Linked DNA regions of Mus musculus: all the other regions are linked to region 4. The links are chromatin contacts, called in public HiChIP or PLAC-seq and promoter capture Hi-C maps. All regions are on one chromosome and are shown on one strand. The core of a region is the stretch at or near the end of the contact, and the rest is flanking DNA. Distances in the headings are between cores, read along the strand shown.

Region 1 (4,580 bases), core at 2,081-4,580, 300 kb after region 4:
ATCTCCATGCATCCCTATGTAGACTATCTCTGCAACCTCCATCTCTTCCTGCCACACAGATACCAGCACACTACTACCACTACCACTACTAAAAGACAAATAAACCATGCGTGCTGCAGAGAAAGACAGACAGAGAAAAGGGGACTATTGCATGGTCCTGCCCTAGAAGATAACTTGTAAGTCTTAGTTCCTTGTTGCAAGACAACTGGTCCTCACTTTCCACCCAGTTTTTCCTACAGAGACGATCAGCTCCACAAATGAGGAACTTTAGAGGGGAGTTCTCCACTCCCCTGGTTAACTTTTCTATTAGTTTTTAGCCAAGGACCCCCCCAATGATAGCTCACCGTGCTCTCCTGCAGCTACCCAAGATGCCAGGAACCCAAGAGCAAGAAGTGCCTTCATGAGGAAGAGGTGTCTTAACGTCCTGCTGGCTATGAGAGTCAGGAGCTCAGTTCAGGGGAGAGGTAGCAGCAGAAGGAAGGACTAAGTAGCTCCTGTCAATCTAATCCCAGTGGTTTCTCTGAAGCAATTATCCCCTAAGAACAGCTTCTCCTGACAATGAGAACAGTGATTGGCTGCTGGCGTGTGGGAAATTTCCTGGCACTACCAAAGAGCACATGTGATGGGAGGGACCAAATGCTGCCGTGGGATATACCTAACACTCTTAGTCAAGTGATGAGGTCCCGTGGGAAGCTAGAAAAATGGAGAGGTAGCCTCTGGGTTAAAGGTCAAAGAGAGACCAAAAGGGCTTTGGAAGGACTCAGTTGCAGTCAAAATGACAGAGGGTGAACCAGACCAGTGGTTCTTGCTGGGTCCACACTGGGATTCTGAGAGAAAGGACCAGAGATAAGAAAAATAAACAGTCCAAAGCTGGGGGTGTGAAGGGTCAATGGCCGATGACTCAAGCCAGCAAGTTTATTAATGTCACCACTCTTTACATAGCCTCGGATGGAGAAGCAGAATACAAACCAGTAGGTTACAGGTAGTTACAGCAGAATTACAGGGAGCACTAGCTCCTCTTTTGCAAGGTATATTCTGGTACAGTAAGCAAAGCATTTCATGTCTCAAGGTCTGGAACATTTAACCACAGCTTACGTGGAAACCTGGCCTCAGCCCCCCAGAGCCCTGGCGCCAGTCCATTGCTGGCTTTGCCAAGAATGACCCTGATGGGAACAAAAGCTCAGTGTTCCTTGTTCCGTCCATGGGCTGGAGAGGGGCCTCTGCACCTAGTCCTCGACAGGGAGGAACTGGAAAGACAACTTAAGAAGAAAATAGCCGAGCTAATGATGTAACTTAAGCCTGACACCATGTCCAACTCCGGGAAGAGGAGCATCGGAGTGTTTCAGCATCAATATGAGAAAACAAAAGGGTTGCAGCTTGGTCCCTGTGGACCACATATGCCACTCTTAGACAAAATGAAAGATAGTCATCAAAATTAGAGAGGGCAGCTGCGATGACTCGGTCTTTCATGTCTCCTCTGTCACCTTCTCCCCTGCTTCTTTTTATTTGTATAGCACATGTCCTCCATTGGCTGTGATATCTAATAGTGTCCAGTGACACCGCTGAGCCCAGTAAGGTTAAGGGCAGAGTACAGGTAAAAACGTAACAACAAAAGACTATCTTCATATATCCAAAGCCAGGCATGGTAGTGTCTGCTTGCCATTCCAGTCTTGGGAAGGCAGAGAGAGACAGGTAGATTACACTGTCAGCTTGGGCCTAAATTGAAGCTCAGCCTAGAGCTACAGAGGAGGGTCTTGCCTAAGGGAAAACAAAAACAAAAAAGCCACCATTGTTTAAAGCAAGGAAGTGCCTTGTTAAAAGGTGGATGTTGGGGCTAGAAAGATGGCCCAGCAGTCATGGAGCATGTGTTGCTCTTGTAGAGGACCAGGGTTCAGTTCCCAGCACCCACAGGGAAATTTACAATTATCCATAACTTTATTTCCAAAGGATCCAATACCCTATTCTGACCTCTGCGGATACCAGGTACATAAATGATGTACATACATACATGCATACCAGCAAAACACTCATACACATAAGTAAACCTAAAAAAATAAAAGTGGACGTTGGAACATGGAACAAAACTGGCATTGTTGATTATCTAATATGTGTTTTATATGCAGTATTTTAATACATACAATAATATTTCAGAGGAAAAAGTCCTTAAGTGACGGTTGCTGGAAATTACTATTATATTAGAATAATTTAAGGAGTTACTTATACCAAAGTTTTAAGTGCTTTGCATAAAATAATCCAGCCCTAGTATCAACCATATGACGACTCTGGGGTCAATTTCCAACACGACATAAACCAAACGTGGACTGTGGCATGCCTGTGAACCGGCATTGTGGAGGTGGAGGCAGATCCTTAGTTACATGGTCCAGGCTGGAATACTTGAAACTGTGGACGAATGACCGTGCAATTAGTATGCAGGAGAATAGCGGTAAGCGATCCAGTCCCACAGCCAATGTTCTTAGCCTTTGGCTTTGAGACAGCTCTACACCACAGCTACTTCCTTCCTCGGTGTTGGGGTTATGTTATCACACCAGGCCCTATCCAACGTTAACGATCATATCACATCAGGTTGGAATCTAGATCTTTCCTAACACAAAATTCATATACGTTACACTACCTGCTTCTTGTGACCCGAGAAGAGTTATTTTATCACCCGTAACTGAATCCGAATTCTTTCACAGACAGCTTACCTCTCTGAGGTAGTGCTAAGAGGAGCTCTGGAGAACGCCACAGTTGTTAAACCTTTCATCCCCTACCTATCCCAGAATCAACCATCTAGGGGAGAGAAGGCCAGCTCTCTGCAACAGGACTAGTTCACAAGCCAAAACCCAACTTTCATTCTGATGCCTTTCGACACAAGCGGCAGCCCGCAAAGGCTAGTAGTATGGTGTTTAGGTGTTTGGGTATTTAGGGTGGCACCAACAACCCCTTCTTTTGTTGGCTTTCCCGGTTCCTGAGTCAGACTACTCCAATTCGGGGGAGGCTGTGCTAAGATTTCAGATGTTCCTGCGGTTTTCAAAGATTGAACTTCGGGCTGCCCTCATCCGAAGCCCCGTGCTCCCCCGCTGAAGTGTATGCTCTGCTGCCCTCACACCGCCCTCGTCCCTTGACTGAATGGCCCCCGAACACCCACACTCGGTCCCCAGCCGTTGTCTCCCAGGGGTCTGGAAGCCTCAACGTCGTCCCCGACACCAAAGACGAGGTGGCTCCTAGGCGGCAGTTCGGTTCCCATAGCAACCCCACGGCGCACGCGCGTCGCGCTTCCGGCCGGGTGGCTCGGGCGCTCCCGTGACGTCACGGCGCCGCTTTCCGGTGGCTGAGTCGAGCTGAGGTTGTTGTGGGCCGGGGGGCGCCATGGGGGCGACTGGCGACACCGAGCAGCCGCGGGGCCCCGGCGGGGCGGAGCGAGGTGGCCTGGAGCTGGGCGACGCGGGCGCGGCGGGCCAGCCGGTTCTCACGGTGAGGGCGCCCGGGCGAGGCCGGGGCTCGGGCCGGGCAGGGCCTCGGGCTCCCGGGCCCCGGGCCCGCGGGCGAAAGAACGCGGCGGCCGTGCGGCCCTGGGAATGTCGTTTTCTCAGTGCCGCTACAAGCTGGATTCAGATTGTAGCTAGGTGACGTGGGCCTGATGTGACACCCTCTGAGCGCCAGGTTTCTCTTCTGTGAAATGAACAGCAATAACCCGAGCTTGCTGGAGTTGTGGTGGGATGGGCTGATAAAGGCGGGTAGAACGCCCTGACTCGTCACCCGCCTCATAGTAGACCCTAGGTAAACACTGCTGCCCTTCCTCTTGCTCTTCCAGAAAAAGCGAGCTTTGGACATTGGTGACAGAAAACATTTTCCCAGTTCCTCCACCCTGACAGGGTCTTCCAGCCACTGAATTAATTCCCCTTCACCCCAAGGTGGGAGAAGTGAGAAGCAGGAACGTCTAGGTTTAGCGCCATACTCACTTTCTCCTCATCCTCACTATGAGAAGCCTCGGTGACATTTGCCCACTTGGTCCCCAACAGAACCCTTGGAACATAATGATAAAACATCGGCAGGTGCAGCGAAGGGGCCGCCGATCTCAGATGACCACAAGGTAAGGCTCGACCTGGGTGAGACCTGAGATCCAGTTGTGTGGACTGCAGTGAGTGCTTTGGGAACCCCACTGTAGGAGTCTGAGATCAACAGCCCGTAAAGAGCACAGGAGTGGGGAGGCTGTAACTTCCTGTCACCTTGTCAGGTCCACATCCTAACCAAGCAGGGAAGGAATGAACGTCTAGTCTGTCTCCGTGATTGAAGTCTGTAAGTCAGAGGATGTGAATTCAAGATTACAGACATCTGTTCTAATGCAGACTGAGATGTTTGTTAACACAAGCCTTTAGCTTTTCTTAGACTCTGTTTTCTCAGCTTTGACATGGGGCATCCAGCCTGGGGAAGGGATGGGCCTTGGGAATTCTTCTTGTATTTTTGACCTGGGATAGTGATAATCATTTATTAATTACAATACTTGGCAGAGGCAGGCAGACCTCTGTGAGTTTAAGGCCAGCCTGATCTATGTAGTGAGTTCCAAGACAACCAGACTA
Region 2 (4,036 bases), core at 185-2,684, 370 kb before region 4:
GGCTCAGCGACGGAACTTCAGAAATCTGTGAGTTTTATTTTTTTAAAAAGATTTATTGATTTTATGTATGTGAGTACACTGCAGCTGTCTTCAGTCACACGCCAGAAGAGGACATCAGATCCCATTACAGGTTGTGAGCCACCATGTGGTTGCTGGGAATGGAACTCAGAACCTCTTCAAGAGCAGTCAGTGCTCTTAACCACTGAGCCACCCCTCCAGCCCTTGAGCTTTATTTTTGTCAATAACCCTATCGGCTTGAGCTGAGTCTAGACTGTCATTTTGGACTAAATTAGTGGATCTTTCCGTTTTTGGGGGTGTGCCAGGTCCAAAGCGAACCCCCAATTCCTCCCCCAAAAGGGAAGGCTTGTGTTGAATATTGAAAGTGTAAACAAAAGGATTGCTGGTGGACAGACCCGAGTAGTCCTCTGTAACCTGTTGGTTTCTGTCTACCAAAAGGAGTCACTCCTTTATCGTCCTTGCCTTTGGTAAAGGAGACTTAAGCCAAGCTAACCTGCAGGGTCCTTGGTCCCTAGTAACATATATCTGTTATGAGTAGCAAAGCAGCCTGGCCCTCCTTACCTCCTCCACTATGCTCCCAGGCTGTTCCAGATTACAACTTGCACACTCCCCTCCGCAGCAGTTACGCTACAGCAAGGTCCCGACCGGCTCTTCTCCCTCTTCGCTAATTTTTTCTGCCCGGAAGATATAGCCCTGGCCTTGGCCAGTCTGTTTTTTTCTCTCTGCTCAGGAGTCTTCCAGATGCTGTTTGGTCTCATCTACAATAAAACCTCTCCAGTCTTGGAGCAGAGATTTTGATGGTTTCTTGACTGCGCCCTAGTTTACAGAGGGCTTGGGGCTTTTCCCCTTGGCCCTAATATGAACTCACTTCTTTTTCTTTCTCTCTCTCTCTCTCTCTCTCTCTCTATATATATATATATATATAATATATATATATAAATATATATAAATATATATATACACACACACACATATATAAAATATATATATAAATATATATAAATATATATAAATATATATAAATATATATAAATATATATATATACACATATATAAATATATATATACACACATATATAAATATATATATACACACATATATAAATATATATATACATATATATAAATATATATATATATTTATATATATATATTTTAAGAACTCACTTATCAAGCCCGTGCTTTGCTAACAGCCTCCCCATCTGAGAAACTGGAGAACCCTCAAGGAGTCAGGCTTGAAAGTATTCAGTCCAAAGGCAAGTCAAGGAGAGGGTGTCGCTGACACTCGGGCCACTAGAGGCCGCCCGAGAGGCACCTCTTCGGCTTTCTGACTTCTGTATCCGCCCGCCACTGTGCCACGTGACTCCCGCCGCTCCGCCCAGCCTCCTCTCGCTTCCGGTAGGGGCGGAAAGCGGAAGTGTGGGAGGGTTCGCGGGGCGGGCTCCGGGAGGATGGAGCATTGAGGCAGTCTGGGCGGCTGCCGGCAGCGCCATGGAGACCGTGCAGCTGAGGAACCCACCGCGCAGGTGAGGGGCCGTAGGCTGAGAGGCAAGAGAGTTGGGTGAGGAGAGAAGGCGCGAGCTTGCTGAGGGTAGACCCCGGCGTGCGAGCTCGGGCCGGGAGGAGAGGGACCCGCGAGGCTGGTGACCGGGCTGCAGTAGCACCTGCCGAGAGAGGAGGGAGCGTCCGCTGGCCCGGGCAGAAGTGGTTTTGCTTAGAGAGAGCACTCTCTGGGCAACGTGCGGACAAGTTAGGGGAGACCCCAGCAGAGGCCGGGGAAGGCGCCCCAAGAAGGGACCCGAGGATGTAGGGGCGAATGCTGAGGCCGGGTGAGCGAGGACTTAACCCTGTTGCTTCGCTTTCGAGGCAGAAGTCGTTAGAAACATTGATTGGAGGTCCCATGGCTAAGTAAGGGGTGGAGCGGGGATTTTGGGTCCTGGTGGTTCTGTCCCAAGTCATTGCTCCTAACTGCCTTACTGTGTCAGTACCAACGTTTCACGGTTCTAGTAATGGAGAAAGGGTTATGGGGGGCTAGAGTTTCCAAGGGGCTTCAGGGTGTCCGCCCCATGTAGGATGATGTATTAGTAGTGATGGCGGTAATGGCTTTTATTACTGAGTTCATGAGTGACTGCCTACTTTTTTTCAAATCGTCCTCAGCCTTCCAACACCCAAAGTTGGGACGTTGATAAAGAACAAACAAACAAACAAACAAACACCAACCCGGGAGTGGGTAATCTGAGGTCCAATAAATAGAGTTTAGACACAGTAGGCTCAGCCAGACTTTGTCCTGTTCAAATTCTGTTTCGATACTCTCTTGGCTCTAGATTCTAGAAGTATCTAGAGTTGTTTTGGGTCAAGATGAACTGACTGCTGTTGTGCTGGACCACTCCCCGTCTCACCTGGAGAAAAAAAGCCTAGAGCCTGAGGGAGTCGTGCTTCTCTCAGACACAGCTAAAAACTTGGGTTTCACAGAGAAGACATTTGACTTCCTGCAGCAGAATGAGCACTAAAATAGGAAGTGTTCAGAGTAAGGGAGTGCCGGGCACCGGAGAGGTGGTGTGTGTGTGTGTGTGTGTGTGTGTGTGTGTGTGTGTGTGTGTGAAAGCCTGGGCAGCACTCTTAGGGGAGGCAGGGTCTGTTGGAAGTACACAAACATGGAATCAAACAAACAGCTTGTTGAGATGGGCTCAGGTTTGACTTAGTGTGGTGTGCTGAGGCACTCAAAGGAGTACTTATTAATTACAGCCAGAGAATGCTGCAGGGCGGCAGGCACTGTTTCATTGCTTTCCAGCTTGCCTGTTCAGCCATAGGAAATTGCTGGTGTTTTGAACTTGTAAACATGGTACACCTTACTGGCGCAGCTAGCCTTCGCAACTATCATATAAGGAGGATATCCCTGTATCCTTAGTGTAAAGAGGATAAAGCCAGGGCACAGAGAGGCAGGCCACTTGTTAGCTGCTCCATAGTTAGAGGCACAGTTGGGGTGTTAACATCTGGTGATCTAGTCTTAAAATCCTTGCGCTTAGCTTTTTTACTCTGATGTCTCTCTGGAAGTTACCTGTTACATTGGGTCTTTCTTTGTATATACGCATCTTAGCAGATTGTTCCTGTATGTACGGAATCAGTAACCACTAGGCCAGTTATTCTTCCATTCCTTTCCCCCAAAACCTTCATTTAACTAATAGTTTTGTTCTCTCTCTCTCTCTCTCTCTCTCTCTCTCTCTCTCTCTCTCTCTCTCTCCTCCAGAGACAGGGTTTCTCTGTATAGCCCTGGCTGTCCTGGAACTCACTCTATAGACCAGGCTGGCTTCGAACTCAGAAATCCACCTGTCTCTGCCTCCCAAGTGCTGGGATCAAAGGCGTGCGCCACCACTGCCAGACCACCATTTGGATTGTAAGAACTGTAGTAAAGCGCGAGAGAAGAGTGTGGCAGGGCCGAGTCCTTGGAGGATTGGTGCTGCCTTATTCGTTGTAACTAGTGGACTGCTGCATTTTACTATCAGAATTAAGTGGTTCAGATTGCTATAACAAGCACCACACCTGGATGGTTTAAGCAACAGAAATTAATTTTTTATGTAGTTGCCATTCTGGAGGCTGGAAGTTTGGAATCAGATGTCTTTGGCTTACAAATGACCACCTTTCCTCCCACCTCTTCGTGTGGTCTTCATTCTCCTCTGGCTGTGCCCTTATCTCTTCCGCTTTCAAAGTTTCTGATCTCCAGATGCAATCTCATATTCTGAGGTTCTCTGAGTTAGAATCTTAATAGTCACATGAAGAAGGCACAGTTAATTTAGTTACCCTTTTTGTTTATTTCAAGACAGGGTCTTGCACAGTGTCTCAGGCTGTCCTCAAACGCTCTACAACTCTACAGCATCTGGCTGCCTGTCTCAGCCCCCTGAGTTCTCATATTACAGGCAGCAGGTGCTGGTCTTGACAACTTTGCTATTAAAATGTTTCAGTTATCTTTGTTTGTTTGGTGTTTTGGTTTTTCTGGTTTTTCAAGACAGGGTTTCTCTGT
Region 3 (4,178 bases), core at 1,575-4,074, 380 kb after region 4:
TCTAGATAGACTGTTTATCAGTGAGTTGAATACCCAGCACATTCATGCTGACTCTAATGCTTCTGGAGGAATCCCTGCTAGCAAGCCTCAGGCAATATGTCTACACAAACTCCCGCCGGTGCAGCTCAGCATCAGGAAAGACCTTGATACAGCAGAGAAGCCCTCAGTAGAGCCGTCATTTTGCCTCGATAAGATACACAAGCCCTCAAATCCAGAACAGGAGGGCATCAGTCCTTCTGATATGGCCAAGATAGCAAAAGTGATGAAGAACTTTCTTACCGTGGACGAGGGCTCAATGGCCTCCTTCAGTGTGGGCACCAGCCAAGACCTAGACCGACTCAGCTTCCAGAGCAGCAAGATGAGTGACCTGTTCGCCCGATTCCCAGAGACACTCTTGCTGCACCGGGTGGAAAACAGCCAGGGCCATATTCTGTATGCTTTCTTGGTGGAGAACAAGGAGCGAGAGAGTCGAGTGGTGCACTTCGCTGTGCTCAAGGCTGAGACAGCGCCTTCTGTGGCCAAGATGCTCAATATCTTTACAGAATTCAACTCTGATTGGCCCAAGGTCAAGATGGTCTTTGTGGACCCTTCATTCCCTCACCGAGCGATCTTACAGGAGATCTTCCCCTCTGCCCGCACTCTCCTCTCTATCTACCACACCACTCGTCTCTTGGAGAAGAAGTTACACCAGAGTTCAGTAAATGCGTCTTTTAAAAGGCTCATGAAAGAAGCTCTGCGGGAAGCTGTGTTTGTCTCTTCTGATGCAAGCCTAAAAAATCTCTGTGAGATGTCCCAAGTCCTACTAGATGAGGAACTCTTCAGTTTCCTCCAGGCCCATTGGTTCTCCTGTGAACTGCTGTGGTACATACATGTGAGGAAGGGCCTGCATGCATGTAACACCTACATGGACAGCCTAGACATAGTCACCAGCAAGGTGTCAAGCCTCTTTCGGGAACAGCGGTCTCTGCTGGACTGCATCCTTCACTTTGTGGATTACATAGACTTCTTTAATACCAAAGGTCTGAAGAGCTTGCCCACAAATGCTCCCAAGTTAAGGAGAACTCGGCTCCCAAGCACGCCTCCAAGGCCCAAGAAGCCTTTTAGAATTTGTGGTGGGGGTGACACCAGGCTCCCTGTGGAAGAGGTAGAAGAGACAAAGGCAGACTCAGCACAGTCTCAGTTGCCACAGCCCCAGGATCAGTCCTCCAAGGCTGGCATGCTAGACATCTTGCACCAGAGTGGCTCTGAACTAGCCTACAAGTTGTGTCATAATGAGTGGGAGGTGGTACAGAATTCCACCCACCTGGTAGACGAGGCCGGCTCCTCAGTGGCTGTTCAGCTGCTAGAGAACTCACACCAGGTGAGCAAAGATGGCTGTAGCTGCAGCTGCTCCTTTCAACAGTGCTACCATCTGCCATGCCGCCACATTTTGGCTCTGTTGCATACCAGCCAGCAGCCAGTAGGGGAAGCCATGGTGTGCTGCCGGTGGCAGAAGAAATACCAGCACCTCCTTGACCCCAATGGGGAGCTGCAAGACCGTGGAATCATCCCAAACACAGATCAGCCTGAAAAGCAAGGTCAGAACCACATGATTCGGGACCTAAGCAGGGAGCTGGCAAACCTGCTGATGCAGACCGAGGGGCCAGAGCTGGAGGAGCGCTGCTCCACCCTGCGCAAGATTGTGGACATCTGGGCAGACCCCTATCAGCTGCCTGAGTCCAGTCAGCAGCCAGTTGACTTCAGAGACGTGGGCTGCCTCCCTTTCCTCTGGGGAAAGCTAGAGGAAGCAGACAGCCCCCCTCTTGCTGAAGCCATGGTTCATGATTGAAGTGTTTGTACTAGTGAACCCATCTCAGAACCACCTTGGGACAGTTCAAAGTGGTGGGTCAGACTGTAGGTCAGTATTTTTATCAGTGTCTTCCTAGGTAAGGGCTAAGAAGATCTTAAAACTCGGGGGAGAGGGACTCCACTGTGACAATCCTTTGACCCTGCCTCATTTCAGCCCTACCTTTGGCGTTCTGTAGACACCTTGTTCATTGTTCAAAGCCAAAGTTATTCCATATGAAAGGGCATGCTCCTTTCTTCCCAGCCTACACAGACGAACCCTTGCCCAGGTTAGGATAAACACAATGGGCCCGGAAAGGAGCTTTGTGTCCAGAGACAGAGGGGGAGGAGGGTAGCCCTTGATTGTCAACTGTTGCTGCTCTTTAGAAAATACCTGTTACGTATTTTTATTCACACTAATAAAGTCGGTTTTTGTTTTGTTTCACGTTTGTGTTTTTTGAGACGGGGCCTCATGTAGCCCAGACTAGCGGCCTCAAAACGTTGTCATTTTAAAGGAACCATGAATGTTGTCTAATGGGGTACTTGACATTCAGAGGGTTAGTAATGCACCCCCATACTCTGCCCTCTTCCTACCAACCTATCCTACAACACAGATGGTAGCTTGTCTTGTTCATTCTGTCCTGTCAGGGACCAGGAGGAAAGACCGACCTAAATCCTAGATTTTACTGCAAGCCACTTGCTGGGACGCTGTGGGCAAATTCCTAATTTAAACTTTTTAATTTTATTTTCGAGAGAAGCCTAGCCTGGAACTTGATGTAGACCAGGCTGGCTTCTGCTTCCCCAGTGCTAGGATTAAATACGTGTGACACCACACCCAGCTGTTTAAGACTTGGTCCTACTAGGTTGCCTGAGTTAGCTTCAAATTCTTGATCCTATCTCAGACCCTGAATAACCGGAATTACAAGCCTCAGTTTCTCCACAAGGCAAAGAATGCAGGATTACATTTGCACCTTTTTCCACCATTCTGTATCTACGGAGCTTGACAGCTCGATAGCCGACAAACTAAATGTTGTCCGTATAAAACACTGCTCTTTTTTATTTTTATTTTGGCCTTTAAAAGGTGCCGCCTTTCCAGCCCCCTAGACCGAAGGGAGGCTTCGCCCTCGGGCGGCCTGTTCCGGGCTTGAACATCCTTCCACAAGCTCTCATTGGTGATTTCTGGCCGAGCCTCTGTAACCCTGGCAACAGCCCCGTCCAGGAGCTGCCAGTCCAGGATTGGTCCGTAACTCCCAAGTTCCACAGCGAGCTCCTTTGGTCTGAGTCATTGTGAAGCTGGCGTGGTGATTGGCGAGGCTGGACGTCAGTCAGTCGGAGGCGGGCCCAGTGGGAGGAATGGCTGCCGCGTCTGCCGGTGCGCGAATGGTCTCGGCCGTGGAGGCGTGAAGCCGGGTCTCAGCGACTAGTGCATTCAGCTTCCACCAGTGGAAGGTGGATTTCGGCTCCGCTGGGCTTGAACACGAACCTCAGCCTTCCGCGTCCCCCACCGGTGTTCAGGTGAGGTCAGAGGCCGCCTTCCCTTCCTGATCCATAATTTGGGACTCTATAGGATGCCATCAGGATCTGGAGCCAAAGCTCGGCTTCCAGCTGTTGTAATGATGGACAGATAGCCTATGCTTTCTACCTCAGTCTTTCATGTGTCTTTGAACCTGAGTCTTTCATCGGCGAAATGGGGACAGTGAATGGAGCCAAATGGGAAACATTTGCATAAAGCATTACATCCAATCAGGATATGTGTAGGCGCAGGAGAGGTTACACACATGCTAGCCCCCTTAAAGTGAAAGGAATTGCCGGCCAGTGGTGGCGCATGCCTCTAATCCCAGCACTTGGGAGGCAGAGGCAGGCAGATTTTAGAGTTCGAGGTCCACAGAGTGAGTTCCTGGACAGCCAGGGCTATACAGAGAAACCGTCTCGAAAAAAGCCAAAAGAAAAAAATAAATAAAGTGAAAGGAATCAAGTTTCAGAGAAGGCAATTGGCTTGCTCAATATTTCACAGCAAATTTTGAGCAGTTTTTTTTTCCTGGTATATACCAGGACCAAAGAAAAAGTTGGTAAGAATTATAAGAATTTGTGAACAGAAAGGCCATGCAAATATTTAGAATGATTTTTAAAAAAGAATTAAATGTTGACACATGCCTTATTTGCAGCACTTGGAAGCTGAGGTGAGAGGATTGCTGTGGACAAGTCAGAGCTACACAGCAGAATCCTTCTGTAGAAAAAGAAGGTCCACATGCCATATGGGTTTTTTTGTTTTGTTTTTTGAGACAGAGGGGTACTCTGTGTAACAGCCCTGGCTCGCCTAGAACTCACAGAGATCAGCCTGCTTCTGCCTCCCA
Region 4 (4,032 bases), core at 191-2,690:
GCCACAGGGACGAGAAGATAAAAGCAGGCATTTCCAAGTCTGTCTTAACTTCTGCCTGACTCAGCTGGTTGGTAGCTGTGTGACCTTCAGCAGGTTACTTAACCTCTGCCTGAGGACTAGTTTAAGAATGGTAAACAGGGAGGTTTTCTGAAATTAAACACGCTCGATTCCAAAGCCACCAGGAAGCCATCAGAGCAGAAACCAGCATGCAATGGGTTCCGTACCTAACTGCAATTGTGCTAGAGAGTGCATACACTCTCATCTCGAGCCTCCTGAACATAATCAACTATTCCCTAAATAAGCCCAGAGAAAAGGTGGCTTTCAAAAGAACATTAATGATTAAACTCCAGAGTCTCACTCCCCCTAAAACTTAGACTAACGGTACAAATGGCCCGTGCTCATGGGTCAGACCACCCTCTCCCAGGAACTGTCATGCCCTGTAAATTCCCTTGCCTCCTAAACGCCTGCTAGGACTGAGCTGATCCGGCCCTAGATCCTTGTTGACTCTGATCCTGAAAAGGAAAGGTTTCTTTAGGTTCCCTGGGATCTTTTCTCCTCTAGATCCTTCTCCGCACTCAGGTGGGTGCCTCAATTTCCCCGTGTGCGGTTTCAACCAAAACACTTCCCACAAAACAGTTGAAGCTCAATCTCTAGCCTGGAGCTGATCGGAAAGTTATCCTTTAAGTCCGCTCTGGAAAAATAAGGAACCCTACTTTTTGGACAGCCTAAAGCAGGAAGGGTCACCTCATGATATGTTCTGTAGATAGGTCAGGTGACCTTAGAAGGAGGTGATCTTGCCCCTTAAGTCAGTCGTACCAAGACTGTGGCCAGAACGAAGGCCAGGATTCAGTCTTCTCCATTCCCCAGGGTTTGTGAAACGGGGTCCTCCGCACAGCCCTAAAGTGTTCCAGCTCCCGAATACAAGCTGCCCACCCCGTCCCCAGACCATCTCAGATTCGAGCCTCCTGCTATGGACACCCAGAGGGCCACTCCGCGCGCAGCGCCAGCACTGGGATCACAAAGTAGGGGTGAGGGTGTGGGAGGAGAAAAGTTGACACCAACTTAGTCACGTCCCACCCGGGAGCCCAGAGGCCAGGCTGAGTCCAGAGCTCAGAGCAACAGGCTAGGGGTGCACGGCGCGTGGAAGAGTCTCCGGCAGCCTTCTCGAGACCCAAGAGCAAAGTTTCCTCACAAAGTTTTCCCTGTCTCGGCGTCCAGAGGGGGTTGGGGGGAGGGAGCACAGTTCGCGATGCACCCTACTCCCTCCGGATCCCGGGATTTGAGGGGACAAAGAAGGCACCCCCCAATTCTCCCCCCTCCAAGACATCCTTCAAATACATACCGACTCTCCGGGGACCAAGGGGAAGCCTCCGAGGAGCAGCAGCAGCAGCGGCGCAAGCAGGCAGGCAGGCGCCATGGCTTCAACAGCGCAAACCAGTGGCCCGGAGCGGGCGCGCAGCCCTTCTTATAGGCAGCAGCCCTGCCCCGCCCCCAGTGCTCGCCCGCACCGCCCGGAATTCCCCCGGGAAAGCTTAGGCCTGCGGGGTGCTGCGCTGGGCAAGCTGGAAACCACTGGGGTGGGACCCAACCCGCCCGGGGACCCGCCCACAGCGTGCCTGCCGGCTCCAAACTGACCTCAATCTGTAGCTCCAGGAGCTGCAGCCCATGATAGTTAACCGATCTACTGCGAGGCAGTCTGCCTAAAATCCGAGGATCACTGCTTAGCCCCCAATTTATAGCTGGGGAAACTGAGGCCCATAAACGGGGTAGGATTGACTAGGGGTCTGCTGTTTTTACCAGTCTTCAAAGCGGATGCGCTCCGCTTTGTCAGGGAGTATTCCCCAAGTGGCGCTTGAATTCGGATAGTTTTTGATTAGCAACTCTGAACCGACAACGACGAAATGGTTCAAGTTTTTCCAGGCCTGCTGTCGAAATTATTCCAACCCCAGGGCGCCAGCGCAGAAGCAGCTGGAAAGACAAAGGAACGAGCCTGCCTGTGCACTAAACAGTGTGATTTATCAACTGAAGTGTGAATTGTGTGTAATACTCACGTGTCACGAAATAGTCTTACTCTTTTGACTTGTCCTCTCAATTGACTCTCTTATTTCTCAAGGCGGCTTCTACACCGGATCCAAGAATGTTGCTTCTAACACCATCCTAACAAAGTAGGTAATGGTAAGATTCTTTAGTCCCACCCTCAGCACAGATACTGATGGAATCAATAATCGAAAAACTGAAGGACACACACACACACACACACGTGATAGGGAAGGGCTGTCATCCTGGCATTTGAGATACTGAGGCAAGGGGACAGTCGGAGTTTAAAATGAGCCAGCTGGTGTCAGTGTGAAACCCTGTCTTTAAAAAAGTAGGGGGAGGGGCATGCTAGAACCATCAATCAAAACTTTTGATCTTTGACATACCGATACATTGTTCTAAGGGTACATTTGTGCATACATAATGTGGTTTTGGAATTAGGGCATTTTGGCCTGTCTTAGGATATTCTGAATTCACATACTTTCCAAGGTAAATATGACCCCTCGCCCCTGTTCCTCTTTGAATTGCCTAAACTAACCCTAACTCACTATGTCCCAGCTCAGCACTACCTCCTCCATAAGAATACAGGCAGGGCATACTCTGTCCTGTTCTATTCCTTGGCTTTCCTTATTCTAGCCCTTAATTATTTTCTGAGAATTAAAGTCTCTTGTGGCAGAGAGCTTTGAGAGAAAAACAGTTTTCCAATACTGACCGTGGGTTTATCTTGCCCCAGACTTAACGGTGAGCAATTGTTCTCAATTATTTGAATATACTTCCCTAAAAGTTGGGCACTGAGAAAATAAATGAATCACTCTAACTAGAATAAGAAACTCTTTCTCATAAGCCGGGTGTGGTGACATGTGCCAGTAGATTTCTGAATTCAAGACCAGCCTGGTCTACACAATGAGTCAGGGCTATGTAGAGAGACCCTGTCTCAAAGGAAGGAGGATGACAAGGAGAAATCCTTTCTTATTAGGCATGGTTTTATAGGAGAGGCAGCCAGATCTCTGAGGCTGAGGACAACTTGTTCTATAGTTCAGGTTCCAGGCCAACCAGAGCTATGCAATAAGAGAGAACCTGTCTCAAAAGTAAAGAAATAAGTAAATAAATAATAGAAAGAAAACGTTTCGCAATTCAAATGGTTTCCAGTCTTTCCATGGATTTGGCTAAGTTGGCCCAGGATGGCCTTAAACTCATCCCACCCTACCTCAGTGTCCCAAGTAGCTGGTAAACAAGCCTAGGCCAGGCCAGGTTGGTGTAAACAATCTCAAGAACATAAATAATGAAGATATAGCTTATGTTTTATATTGATGGCTAACATTATGTTGGTGGATAACATTTTGTTGATGGCTGACCTTATGTTATTTCAAAGTTTAAATATTGTTGTGCTTAAGAGAACTATAAAGCAAAACTGGACCTCTGAATGTTAAGGGCCGCTAAGGGTTGTTTCTGTAATTGCCCGGGCTTGTACAACTTTAACAAAAGGGTTGTTTATGCAAGATAATGGCTCACAAGGTCAAGCAGCATTTCTGCTTCTGTAAACAAAAGCTTGTTTTTGCTGGAGATAGCATGAACACCTGGAAGATATACCTTTTAAAAAACAGGATGTTATTTTAAAACCCCTGACTAATGTGCCTAGTTGCTACATTTGGGAATAGTGGAGTCTGGGGTGTAGACCTGGCATCACTAGCTACCTATCTCTTCTTTGTGAAAATGTATCAGTAGTCAGTGATGAGTTTCTGAAGGTCGCAGACCCAGAACTATTTACTTATTTGATACAGATGATTGACCCAAAGGCACACAAACTAAGCAAGCACTGAGATGCACTGCCAGCCAGTTGGTTTGTTTGCTTTTGTTTTTCCAAATCAGGGTTTCTCTGTGTAATCCTAGCTGTCCTGGAATTCACTTGTAGACCAGACTGGCCCCAAACTCAGAGATTTGCCTGCCTCTGCCTCCAGAGTGCTGAGACTAAAGGTGTGTGTGCCATCACCCGGC

What was found. Promoter capture Hi-C pulls out the DNA fragments that hold promoters and counts their contacts. HiChIP or PLAC-seq counts read pairs in DNA pulled down with a chosen protein or histone mark.
Region 1: a promoter capture Hi-C map of neural stem cells shows a contact between it and region 4. The contact joins the promoter of Dnttip1 here to the promoter of Sdc4 in region 4. A contact is called at or near these places in 4 of 39 promoter capture datasets (HPC-7-derived erythroid cells, cranial neural crest, neural stem cells and 1 more), 2 of 484 Hi-C or Micro-C datasets (the G1E-ER4 cell line and regulatory T cells), 7 of 115 datasets of contacts at active chromatin or transcription factors (the 3134 cell line, T-cell acute lymphoblastic leukemia, bone marrow-derived macrophages and 4 more) and 2 of 9 other capture datasets (adipose tissue and liver).
Region 2: a contact with region 4 is called in an H3K4me3 HiChIP or PLAC-seq map of the 230-238 cell line, with 14 read pairs. The contact joins the promoter of Stk4 here to the promoter of Sdc4 in region 4. A contact is called at or near these places in 5 of 39 promoter capture datasets (the C10 cell line, cranial neural crest, frontonasal cranial neural crest and 2 more), 1 of 15 datasets of contacts at CTCF or cohesin (the NIH/3T3 cell line), 4 of 484 Hi-C or Micro-C datasets (B cells, Th1 cells, embryonic stem cells and 1 more), 12 of 115 datasets of contacts at active chromatin or transcription factors (the 230-238 cell line, CD4 single positive thymocytes, the NIH/3T3 cell line and 9 more) and 3 of 9 other capture datasets (adipose tissue, liver and pancreatic islet).
Region 3: a promoter capture Hi-C map of embryonic stem cells shows a contact between it and region 4. The contact joins the promoter of Zswim1 here to the promoter of Sdc4 in region 4. A contact is called at or near these places in 1 of 39 promoter capture datasets (embryonic stem cells), 1 of 484 Hi-C or Micro-C datasets (B cells) and 2 of 115 datasets of contacts at active chromatin or transcription factors (embryonic stem cells and stem cell-derived neural progenitor cells).

Annotation. Positions count from the first base shown.
Region 1 is chr2:164,742,685-164,747,264 of GRCm38.p6, forward strand. Dnttip1 (deoxynucleotidyltransferase, terminal, interacting protein 1) reads left to right here and starts at 3,331. Exons shown (of 13, transcript NM_133763.1): 1 at 3,331-3,474; 2 at 4,023-4,093. The coding sequence starts at 3,370. Wfdc3 (WAP four-disulfide core domain 3) reads right to left here and starts at 583. Exons shown (of 4, transcript NM_027961.1): 1 at 345-583. The coding sequence starts at 402.
Region 2 is chr2:164,072,704-164,076,739 of GRCm38.p6, forward strand. Stk4 (serine/threonine kinase 4) reads left to right here and starts at 1,435. Exons shown (of 11, transcript NM_021420.4): 1 at 1,435-1,544. The coding sequence starts at 1,510.
Region 3 is chr2:164,819,862-164,824,039 of GRCm38.p6, forward strand. It overlaps Zswim1 (zinc finger SWIM-type containing 1), which reads left to right and starts at 2,825. Exons shown (of 2, transcript NM_028028.2): 1 at 2,825-3,339. Zswim3 (zinc finger SWIM-type containing 3) reads left to right here. Exons shown (of 2, transcript NM_178375.2): 2 at 1-2,266. The coding sequence ends at 1,828. It also overlaps a transcript of Acot8 not described here.
Region 4 is chr2:164,441,748-164,445,779 of GRCm38.p6, forward strand. Sdc4 (syndecan 4) reads right to left here and starts at 1,441. Exons shown (of 5, transcript NM_011521.2): 1 at 1,343-1,441. The coding sequence starts at 1,417.